2 separate regions of the Pan troglodytes genome follow, and region 2 is linked to region 1. Evidence: chromatin contacts called from public capture Hi-C data. All regions are on one chromosome and are shown on one strand. Each heading gives the region's core, a stretch centred on a gene start, on an enhancer-like site or on the middle of the called end of the contact. The rest is flanking DNA. Distances are from core to core; before and after follow the strand shown.

Region 1 (5,846 bases), core at 2,360-4,859:
GGCGGCGAGTGGGGCGGCGCCGGGAGGATCACCTGCAGAATTCGGGAAATGTCGCACGGCCGGGCCCCGCTGTGAGCTAGCTCTACAATCTTCTGCCGGGTGGAGTCCGGCAGTGGCCGCCCGTTGACAAAGACACCACCGAGCTGATTCACTCCGCTGTGACCTGAGGAAAGGGAGAGGAGAGGAAAGGGGAAAAGAAGAGAGGAGAGCAGAGTGAAGAGGAAGAAGAGGGAGAAGAAGGAAGAGGAAGATGAGGGAGAACAAGAACAGAAAGGAGAGGAGGAAGGGGAAGAGGAAGAAGGAGAGGAGGAGGAGACAACCACAATGCATCCTCATCCCCCTGCCAACCTGTGCCAACCTCGGCGATCAGTTCCCTGCTATCGATCAAATAAAGGACAACAGGACCACCAGCCATGCCAGACATCGGGCAGCCCAGTCCCAAGCAACCGTGCCCCTGCCCACTGTACTGCAGCAGCAACACAGAGTCAGACGCATGCCAAGGAACAAGTACACATGGACCTCACTACAGCCATAACCCCAGCAGTGTCCCCAGCCCACTGCCCCTCTTCATAAACACTGCAGCCAGCCTCTGAACCCACAAAGCGCTAAGAACCGGCTCTATAAATCTCCCAAAGATCCCCTCTGAGTGTCACCGCAAACCATGGGTTCTACAGATCCCACACTGAACCTTCAAGGTCTCTGCAGTGTTGGGACAGTGATAGCAAACCTTACAGCCCTTGAGTGCTCCCTTAGACGCTAAAATCCAGAAATGTTTCCATCACCGTCCAAACTGGCCAAGGCCTGGCACAAGCATCTAGTTGGGTTTTGTTTGGTTAGAATAGAAGAAGGAAGAGGAGAGAACAACCAGAGCAGCCAGTCTGTGGCTGGCGAACCCCAGTCCAGGTTTCCGCACCTCCAGTGCAGACGTGAGAGTCAGAGCCCGGGCTCGGCTTCAGCCACAGACAAGTCCGGCCACCGCAAGTAAGGCTCAGAGCCGGGAGTCGGTTCGCACCAGCCACTGCTCGCTTTATTTCCGCCGCTGAACTCCGCCCTCCCCTTAGCCAAGGATAGATATTAGCAAAAATCAAAAACAGAAAAGAAAAAGACCACATCATAGTGTTCCCCATCCGTCCTTTATCTTTGTATCTCACAACCTCATCCCTGTGGTCCAACCTTAGAGAATAGGGAGAGGGAGTTAGCCCCTCTTTGTAGTCCCCCTCCCCAAAAACCACAGACACACAAAGCCAATTTGCCAATTTCCACTTCCTTAAAAATCTCCAACCTGCAGCCCCGACTTAGAGAGCAGCCCTCCCAGGAAAAGACGTGGCTCCCTGTTCAGCTCTCCTCTCCTCTCCTCTCCTCTCTTCTCCTTGGAGCCTACTGATAAATTGACTCCAGGAGCCTGAGCTTCTTAGCAATAAATAAGCTCCAAATATAGAAGAGGGGGGAAAATATGATGAGCCTCTCTGACATTTGTCTTTAAAATAAAACTAGCTGCACGTCAAGTTTGAGCTTAATTTCTGGAAATAGGCGGAAGTCGCTCCGGATCATGCATGGAAGGCTAATTGAAAAGATCAGTCGGGGCGCTTGTGGCAGCCTTGTCACTTTGTGACAGTGCTCCGCTCCGGGAAATTGCATCGTCACGACAAACGGGACAGTGATAAAACGACCCTTTCCGTCCTTATTTGTAGATCACTCAGACGAGATTGAACTGCACTTGTTTCCCCTTCGAGGGGAGCCGCGTTTTCAGGGTAGCCGAAGGCTTGGGGCTAAGGGGGGCCCTCACCGAGGCGCGGGTGGGGGCCTGAGCCTCAACTCGATGAGAAGTGACAGGCGTTTGGGGGATCTGGGCTCCGGCCGGGACCAGCGCAAGCAGGGACTTTGCGGGGACACCGCTTCTCCAACAGAGCAAGGCCTGGCCCACGTTTCCGGTTTCTCCTAACTTCCTTTTATTGCCTTCCTTTGCTTCGCAAGTTCCATCTACCCCTCCAGCTACAGAGCCCCACCTCTAGGCACAGGGAGCTTCCCGGAAAAAGAAAGGCTGTCCCAGAAAGAGACCGAGAGAGACTTTCCAAACTTCGGGCATAGCCACGGCAATTCCCAGTCTGCTAATGCCAAGGCGGGCGCGTGAGGCCGCCTAAATCTAGACCTCCCTCCTCACTCATTTCAAAAAATAACAACGTGCCAGCCACCTCCGCAGCTACCGCCCGCTGGTGCTTGCCCAGGAGACGCCAGGGCCAGAGCGCCACTCCCAGCATCGAAATGGCAGAGAGAAAGCGCAGCTCCAAATTCCCCTTCAGAGGTTAAGCCTCAATCATTGTGTCCCTTCCCTAGGGACTGCTGGCGCTCTCGCCCACTGGCGATGATTATGCGCCTAGAACTCGACCGCGAAGCAACTAATAGGAAAACATATGGTGTCAATTTGGATGCTCCGCGCCTCGCGCACACCCGGGAACGAGCGGCACAAAGCCCTGCGGGCCGGCCCGCGACCCCGCGCCCCTCGGGGCCTGCCAGCCGGGCCGCAGCGACAAACGCTCAGGGCTGCGCGCCCTGGCTGGGGCCCGCCCGAGAGACAGCCTGCGGCTGGGGAGTCTGAGCTCCAAGGGGAGAACCCAGCCGCCGAAGGCGAGCCTACCGGCCAAGCCCTGGGGTCCGGCAGGTTCTGCACAACTACTCCCGCAAAGCTCGCCACCTTTGTGCCGCTTCCTCAGCTACGCGCTTACCAGCTCCGGAAGCACCAGGGGGCGACCGGCGTTTCCAGAACAGATGGATAAGGTGCTGGGGACCCTTCTTAAGCCTTTGTGGTTCGGCCAGGGCAGGCTGCTAGAAGACCCGGGCCTTTCCACACTTCGAGTTCAGTTGAGCCCTGACGCCGTGTGCCTCAACCGTAACCTCAAACCGGGCCTGGTTTCGCTGGGCCTCCAGGCTCCCAGGTCGGAGCTCTAGACTAGCCCTGCCGCGTACCAGCACCCACCACGAACAGGAAGGTGGGTGGGACCCCACGGGGTCTGGGCAGAGGAAAGCAGGGAGGTACAAGGGCCATAAGTATCAAAAGCGCTCTGGGCCTGGGACTATCAGGACCCAAGCAATTGCAGTTGCCAGGGCAGGGATTTTCCAATTCCTGGGCACCTCCTTACCAGACCCAGTAAACCGTGCTCTCTCCCGCGCCCTGTAACAGCGAGCTTACCACCCCTACCCTGCTGCAGGCCTGGGGGCTCCTCTCCCCATCCCTTCTAGGCCCGTAGGTGGGGTGAGGAGGGGAGGAGCTGCCCTGAGAGTGACTTGGGGAGAGAAGCCCCCAACCCCGCTGGGTTGGTGGAGACTTTCAGTCTTGGCTAAGCCCAAAGGGGCCTCCTTCTCACTCAACTAGGAGAAGACTTCGCCCCGCCCTGATCAGCCCAGCCCCTCTCTCCGGGGTCAGAGCCGGGGCAGGGGCGGGAGGGGGTGTGAGTTACAGGATTTGGGGGGGATGGGGTTTCTCTACCGCAGCTTCGAAAACTCGGGCGGGCTGTTCTTAAGGGCCCAGCCCCTGCTTCTCCAGTATGGAGAAAAGCCAAGCAAACGCCCTCCCCTCCCGGGCTGCCGGGCGCGGAGGGGGGAGCAGCCGCCGCAGGTCCCCGGGCCTCAGTGGGTCGGCGGCCGGGCCAGCGCGGGCGTCGCGAGCCCTTGTGTCCTCCCCTGACCCTCGGGTCCGCGCACCCCGAGCCCGAAGTCCCAGAAAGACCAGAGGCACTTACTGTTCTGCATGCTGGCTCTGGCTGGGGGCCGCGGGATTCCACGGGGCTCGAATATGGGGCTCTGTTAGCAAGAAAATAGGAGTTAATCCCCGGGCAGCTGCATCAGGTAGGCCTGAACTCCCAACCGAGGTGGACCTGGGGCTAGGACAGGAGAATCTCCGTTCTTTAGGAATTGATCCACTCAACCGCTTGCGGCGATCTGAGGGTCACCCAGCTCTGCCCTGCAGTGCATACAAAATCTACCCTTTGGGGCTTGAAACAAAGTACTGGAATAACCCCAATCTGTTTCCCCTACATTCTTTAGCAGTTAACCCTTTAATCAGTAGAAGCGATGCCCCAATTTTGATTTTTTTCTTCTATCTGAACTATAGTGAAGAAGCATACTGAAATAGTTTGTTTTGACTGTTTGTGGGTTTTGAGCCCAAAGCAGCCACCACAGAACTTGCCTGAAATCTCGGATGTCTGTCCACTCTCACAATAAAAGGCCTCACACATCTGCGCACCCCTAGTTAAAGTCTTCCCCCTAAGACAAAACAGAAGGAGAAAAAGGTATATCAAGCTGTGGTTCAACAGCATACGTCCATGGGCTCTCTGAGCCTCACTCTCAGGAAAAATACATGCATCTAGGGCTCAGTCAAACTGTCATCAAACTCTAAGTCCCAGCATTACACCCACATTTTCAGCGGCGTCTGCCACAGAAGTCTCCATCCTTTAAAAGAGGCTGCTGTGGTCTGGCTTGGGAGAATTGGAAAATCTAGCAAGTTCGGATCCCACTTTGCAAAAATATAAAGAACCAGGAAAAGGGGAAGGGGGAAACAGGAGGAACAGTGGAGTAAGGAGTAGAGGCCAAGAGCTGAGGTTGAGGGGGTGTGAGGGGAGAGGAATACCTGAAGTTTGGAGACCAGGGGAAGGGAATCTTGGAACTTCCTGGTGCCGGAGAGCATAGGCTGGAGCAGTTTGGGAGGGCTGCGGGGCCATACTCCCTCCTTCCTTAAGGAACTTCACAAGACCCCCAGAACCCAACACTCTGCTTACCCTTTATCTTCTGCTCCTCTCCCTACACCAAAAAAACTTCCCAATGGCCCCCTCTCCATCTACCTCCCAGCTTTCTGGGACTTTGAAAGGGGCAAGCCCAACTTTTTATCCGAAACCTCACTTATTGTGATTAACTTCTCTTTTGGCGTTTAGATCTTCACCCCTTTAACTGTACTGTGACACACCCTGTCTACCTCGCCTCACTGCTTTAAAAAGTACGAACAGGAGGGGGTGAGCGTGGTCGACAAAGCCGACAGACGGCAAACAATGGCTTCTATTCTCCAGCTTTCCTCGAACCCAAGGAGCAAAACCGAGTCTCCCTAACCAGCAACACAGCTTCCAACCAAATGTACCAACAACCCACCAACTCACAAAGGGAACAGAGAGACGCTTCTAGCTTCATAAGCCCTGACCCAGTGCAGGGTTCCCCGAGGCTGCTCCCGTACGAACACCTCCCTACCTTTCCCAAAGGAAAAAAAAAAAAAAGTCTTTTGGGTGAGTGGAGGAAATAGAAAAGTAATTTCTTGTTGTAAATATCTGGAGGTAATTGTGTTACTGGTGTGAGTTGTTAGGGGCTGTAAAAAGATACAACGGCACCGTGGGGAGCTCAATTGGGAAGAGAGAGTTACAATAAAGAGCCCATTCAAGAGGTCTGCCCCCCAAAAAGAGGTAAAATAACAAAACAGTCACAGCATCATTTCTCTGTTTTTTTTTTAAATGCATTATTTTTTCTGTTTTACCTATGGTGATTATTGATCTGCCTGCCTGCAAGCAAAGAATTTCAAGAAGCACATTTTACTCTACAAGGCTATTCCTGGTCTACTTTTTAACTACTTGGTAGACAGCTTAAATCCATAAAAATAAACCGAAAATGAGGACTTTTTCTCAGCATTGGGTAAATACTGGCCACAGCAGAGGGTTACTAGTTACCCTTATCTAGGTTGGCTCTCCAATGCTTCCTTCCTGTCTCTCAGTCCCGGCACCCATAGCCATGCCCTGGACGGGCAAAATCTTCAACTCTAATGCAAAATACCCCACCCCAACAAATGCAGGACCCTGAAGCTGCAAAGGAGT
Region 2 (5,721 bases), core at 2,044-4,543, 150 kb after region 1:
ACCAAAATCTCACAAATCACCACTGAAGAACTTACTCAAGTAACCAAATACCACCTGTACCCCAATAACTTGTGGACAATTTTTTTAAATGACTGAAAAAATACCTAAATGTTAATTAGGATGTAGAAAAATAGAAACTTTCATACATCACTAGTGGGGGTGTAAAATTATTCCAATGGTACCATAGAAAACTGTTTAGCAATTTATGAAAATATTAAATGTGTGTCTGCCATATTTTAAAAAAGGTCTCTAGTTGCTCACCTTCATATTTTGTAACTATTTGCCATGTTATGGTGCAGTAGCAAACCATCTATGGCACAGTGCATAGGCTCAACTTTGAGTAGCGCTGTGCTTAAGTACCTGGCTGTGCCTCTTAACCAAATGAAGCATGGCTCTACTCCAGTAAGACCTGCTCCCTCTCACTGGAATTTCTGGGTTTGAGCTGGTCACTGAGCTGTGTGTCCAGCTGCTGTAGACAGTGCAGCTCTCTCAGGGCTGAATGTCCCAGGCATGTGGGACATTACCCCAGTACAGCAAGAGATGAATTTCCAGAGTCCAGAAAGGACTCTGATAGAAAACACCCGCTGTCCTGGGAAGTAGTACCATCTCTGGAAAGGGTCCAGTAAAAACCAGATAAGTCCTTAAACATAAAGGAAACAAGGGTAGCCCTGGCTCCCTTTCTGTCTTCCACAGACTCAAAAACAAAAATACAGAAAAGGTACAGTAGCCTTGAGGTTTGACCTCTATTAATTATGAGGGGCACGAAAATGGGAAGTGCTTCAGAAGCAACTGAGATGGTCTCTGGGGAGCAATTTGCCCACTCCCATGTGAGACCAGTGAGCCACAGCTTAAGGATCACATGTGCCTGTTAGACTTGGGCAGCCCTCAGCCAGGACAGAGGCAGCAAGGCCCAGACCCAGCTCCCGACTCTAGCATTATTTCTCCACAGCTTGACAGGTGGGTGCCTGGGCAAGCATCTGCCCCCTCTTTTTCCTTCCCTTTTCTTGTCTTGTGCTCATTCTCCTCATGCATCCTCAATGGACGTCAAGTGTAAATAGAAGGCTCTGACTCCTGGGTCAGGCGGCTGTCAGGGTTCCCTCCTTCTCTCTGAAATGCTCACTGTCCCTGCCAACTCTTTATTCTGTACCTGTCAGAGCTGGCTCCCTCCAATGTCTCTATGGACAGATCCCCTCCTCAGTGAAGAGTGTCAGTGACCCGAGAAGTCCCTGGAATCAGGCCGTCTCTCAGAGCAGAGACGGTTTCAGCTGGGGGTTTTTCCTCTCCCTTTCACCAGTCCAGCATTTAGCGTGAGGAACTATTTATGCATGAGGTGGGCCTGGGTGATAGTTATGGGGAAAGGGGTGCTGTGGAAGGATTCTACCAGATACAGGATGCCAGCGTCATCCCCAGTGCCACATCTTGCTACATTCTTACTATTATGGCCCCCATACTGGTCCAGACAGAGCAAGACCCTGGGAAGGTTGGGCATCAGGTAGAGTTGGCTTTTGAAGTCTCCCTCATGTCAAGTGGAGATGTCCAGCCAGTGTGTGAGGAGGGGTGATATGATTTGACACTGTGTCCCAACCCAAATCTCATTTCCAATTGTAATCCCCACGTGTCAAGGGAGGGACCTGTGATCTCCGTGTGTTGAGGAAGGAAAGTGATTGGACCATGGCAGTGGTTTCCCCCAAGCTGTTCTCATGATAGTGAGTGTGTTCTCACAAGATCGATGGCTTTATAAGTGTTTGGAAGTTCCTCCTTCATGCTTCTTTCTCCTGCCACCTTGTGAAGAAGGTGCCTGCTTCTGCCATGATTGCAAATTTTCTGAGGCCTCCCCAGCCATGCGGAACGGTGGGTCAATTAAAATTCTTTCCTTTACAATTACCCAGTCTCAGGTAGTATTCTTTTTTTTTTTTTTTTTTTTTTTTTTTTTTTTTTTTTGAGACGGAGTCTTGCTCTTTCGCCCAGGCTGGAGTGCAGTGGCCCGATCTCAGCTCACTGCATGCTCCGCCTCCCTGGGTTCACGCCATTCTCCTGCCTCAGCCTCCCGAGTAGCTGGGACTACAGGCGCCCGCCACCACGCCCGGCTAATTTTTTCTATTTTTAGTAGAGACGGGGTTTCACTGTGTTAGCTAGGATGGTCTCGATCTCCTGACCTCGTGATCCGCCCGCCTCGGCCTCCCAAAGTGCTGGGATTACAGGCGTGAGCCACCGCGCCCGGCCAGGTAGTATTCTTTATAGCAGTGTGAGAATGGACTAATACAAGGGAAGAGGCAGGTCATTTGTTGACACCATGGGAGTTGACACCATGGGAGTTGTGGTGGAGATTTCTGAGGCAGGCTGTGTGGATCTGAGGCGAGAGTCTGAGAGAACACCCAGTTAGCAAGAGGGAGTAGCAAGAAGAATTTGGAAAGGAGGCTGGAGGGAGACCTTAGAGGAGTAGAGCGGAAACCAGGAGAATGTAGCACTTCATCAGGTCAGAGAGGAGAGGATCAACAGTGTTGTGTTGCCAGGAGATCAAGGAGACTCAAGCCTGAGGAAGGGAGATGGTTGGTGATTAAGATAGATCCCGAGCAAGGTGGCCAGGCATGGCTGTGCACACTGCACACCCCCAGGGGGAGTCGTCTACACCCTCGTCTGTGGGATGGTGACCCCTGGAGTTGTGTAGTGTATAACTTGTGTGGCTACTGGAGACACCCTTCTCATGAGAATCTTATCAGCCTAGGGGTGAAGGAAGAAGCCCCATTATGAGCTGCTGAAGTGTGAGCAGGAGGCACGGTGGAGCTGGAGCAGTGAGGGTGATCTGTGAAAGGAGTTTAGATGTGAAGGAAAGAAAAAGATATAGTGGCTGGAAAGAATATCTGCCTTGAGGGAAAACAACCTTATTTTACACTTGGAAATCTGAGCATGATTTAGCCAAAAGCAACAACAACAACAACAGCAACAACAGCAACCCCACTAAAGTAGGAGAGAGAACAGATAAGGGAGAGTGAAGAGAGAGAGGAATCCATCCATTCAGAAAGCAGTCTTTATTGCCAGCCTCCTGAGTGTCTTCTCATCGTGTGCTGGAATGTAGCTGTGGAGACAAAACAGCTCCCGCCCTCACGAAGCTTATAGTTAGTGACCAGTGACACTATAGAGAGGGAGTGAAGGGTGGGTGGGGCGGCATTGGGTTTGTGGGGCAGGGCAGACTTCTCTGAGGAGGTGACCTTTGAGCTGAGACCTGGATGATGAGAAGGAGCGCACCCTGTGAAGACCATGGGGAGGAGCGTACCTGGCAGAGGCAGTGGCTGGTGCAGCAGTTCCCAAGGTCAGGCAGGAAGAGCCCAGCCTGGCTGGATCAGAGCTGCAGAAAGGGCTGGGTGGTGAGCCTGGGTCAGGCAGGGCCTCTCAGGCTATGGGAAGATGTTTCCATGAGAGTACCGTGACATGTACTCCTCTCTTATGGAGGAGAGGTCACCTACACATGTCACTGTACTCTCATGGAAACCGGAATCTATTGGCTTGGGATCCTCTTGAGATCCGGGATACTCTCATGGCCTGGGATTCTCTTGAGGGTCTCAGTCACCTCCCTATCCTGGCATAGAGTGAAATAACTGAGGCTTGAATGAAAGTCTTCCTCCAAGTCAGCCATCAGAAACATGCCTTATCTGAGTCAGGAAGAGTTTAAATTCATGGCTTCGTAGGAAGGTCACTGAGTCAGGCCCAAGCTCAGGGCGTTTCTACAGGCCCTTACACATGCTATGTATGTGGGGACGGGGTGGACTGAGGCATTTCAGTAGTCCTGAGTCACCTCACCCACATAGACACCAGCTGCACTAAACTTTCCAGGTTGATGAGGTTAACTCTGAAGCCCTCCTGCCATTATTTCTGGATCCCTGAATTTCCCTGCAGTGTTCTTTCTCTATCCACACTGTTTGCCTGCTACATCTTGCTGCTCAGGCTTCTTCTTGGGGTACCCCCTTAGCTCAGCTTAAAAATTACATCCCTTATTTTTCAGCCATTCTCTCATCCTCATAAAAATTTCTATCTCCTTAATGCAGACATTAGCAAGAAAGCAATCTAATTGAAAAAATTCATGCTAAGGTGTTGGTATCACCATCACACTCATGGGGGTATTTGATTGTTGAAAAAAGAAAGATATGTGCCCAGATTACAGCATTTGCTCAATGCATTGAGGACACACATGTTTGCCAAGGGATGGGCGTTAGAAAGATAAGAGAAAGGTTTAGGAATGGTAAGCCTTCCCAAATCTCCTAAAACCTTGTGCCTAAGGCTAACTTTGTTTCCAGATCCCAAAAGACAGAAAAGACAGTCCTCCACATTTGCAAGCCAAGATCAAGGTAGCTTGATGGTCTGAGGACAGGATAGTTACAGAGCACAGTTAGATTCTTAAGGTGCCTGCGTGCCTACCATTGGGTCAGCCCCAACCTGAAACCAGCTTCTCCGATTGGGGTTAAAATAACACCAAAACAAAACAAAGCAAAACAAAAAAAACAAAAAAATAAACAAGGATGAAGCAACATATGTTGGAAACCTACGTGTATGTTATTTTATTTACTCTTCATCACAATCCCATGATCAGATTGTATATTGTCCCATTTTCCAGATGAAACTGAGGCTCAGAAATATTTAGTGATTTTCCCAGGGTCATGCAAATATGCTTAAAGCACTGGGATTCAAACCAGGCCTGTCTGACTCCAAAGCTCCATTCCTCCTCCTGTGCCTCAGGGTTAAAACTCTATCCTAAGGCGGTGGCAGCTGTCCCGGCCAGGGCATTCTGAGAGCTACTTGCAGCTCTTCCATTTACCAGGTTGAGATTTACTTCCTGTCTCTGGGCTTCAATTTTCTCATCTAGAAAACTGGGAGACAGACGAAGTTCTTTGAGGTTCCCTTGCAGGCCTAAGCATCACCGTGTTGGGTGATTCTTCCTTTGATAAGTCAGTGTACAGCTCATTTGATGTGCAAATGTCAAAATGTCAGCAGTGCCATGAGCCCTTGAGCATTCGGCTCCTTAGAGAGAAGCCTCTTGAAGGGCGGCAGGAGGTGGGCCACCTTGGACCGGCAAGTCCACAGAGGCCTGGAGAGATGTGGTGCACAGGAGAGATGTAGATCCTCCAGCTAACCCTGGGATTTCCCGGGGAATGGGCATTTGTGTACCTCCTTGTGGACAGGGCCTGAGCCCATGGCCCGATGATCACCCGAGTTTTTACAAGGTGGTTGAGAGTTTGGGTGTGTTTTTCCTCTCTCCTTTTGAAAACCAAGAGGTCAGCGTGAGTGTAATTCTGACACATGAAATCTGCTCCTTGTTTGGAAACACCCTTTTCAAATCCATCTTGAGATGGGATTAAGAGAACAGTTTTGGCTCGTTTTCAGGACTGTCATCTGATGAACATCTCCCAGCTCATTTGAAGGAAGTGACAGAAGAGAGTGAGATTTCAAATCAGGGAAATTGGCGACAGGCTCTGCTCAAATTGGCCTCCCCACCTCCAGCGTGCAGCCCGCAGAAAACAAAAGCTCCGGAGTAGGAAAGTGACACAGCGCCACCTCCCGGTAGCCTGGCCGGCCAAGGTCTCTGGCTTAAGCGGGCCTCTGGCCTGCCAAAATGCCTGGGGAGGGAAGAGCTGTGTCTCTGCACTCATAAGATGGGAACAGGGGGGTTCTGGGAGCTCCAAACGTTTCAGTTCACAGTGTGTGCAGTCATGTGTCTTGCGCATACAC

The links. Capture Hi-C pulls out chosen DNA fragments and counts their contacts.
Region 2: a contact with region 1 is called in a capture Hi-C map of stem cell-derived neural stem cells, with 2.3 times the contacts expected there. The contact joins two enhancer-like sites. A contact is called at or near these places in 1 of 7 Hi-C or Micro-C datasets (stem cell-derived neural progenitor cells) and 1 of 1 other capture datasets (stem cell-derived neural stem cells).

Annotation. Positions count from the first base shown.
Region 1 is chr9:35,802,167-35,808,012 of NHGRI_mPanTro3-v2.0_pri, forward strand. It overlaps PAX6 (paired box 6), which reads right to left. Exons shown (of 14, transcript XM_054662190.2): 3 at 4,184-4,260; 4 at 3,738-3,798; 5 at 33-163. The coding sequence starts at 3,747. Among named protein-coding and RNA genes, the nearest start is that of PAX6, 12 kb to the right of the region's middle. Within about 2 kb of position 3,610, at least 6 of the 24 cell types and tissues checked have an H3K27ac peak or open chromatin away from gene starts, as enhancers often do. A contact at or near this core is called in stem cell-derived neural stem cells, where this site is marked.
Region 2 is chr9:35,952,243-35,957,963 of NHGRI_mPanTro3-v2.0_pri, forward strand. No RefSeq gene overlaps it. Among named protein-coding and RNA genes, the nearest start is that of RCN1, 140 kb to the right of the region's middle. Within about 2 kb of position 3,294, at least 1 of the 24 cell types and tissues checked has an H3K27ac peak or open chromatin away from gene starts, as enhancers often do. A contact at or near this core is called in stem cell-derived neural stem cells, where this site is marked.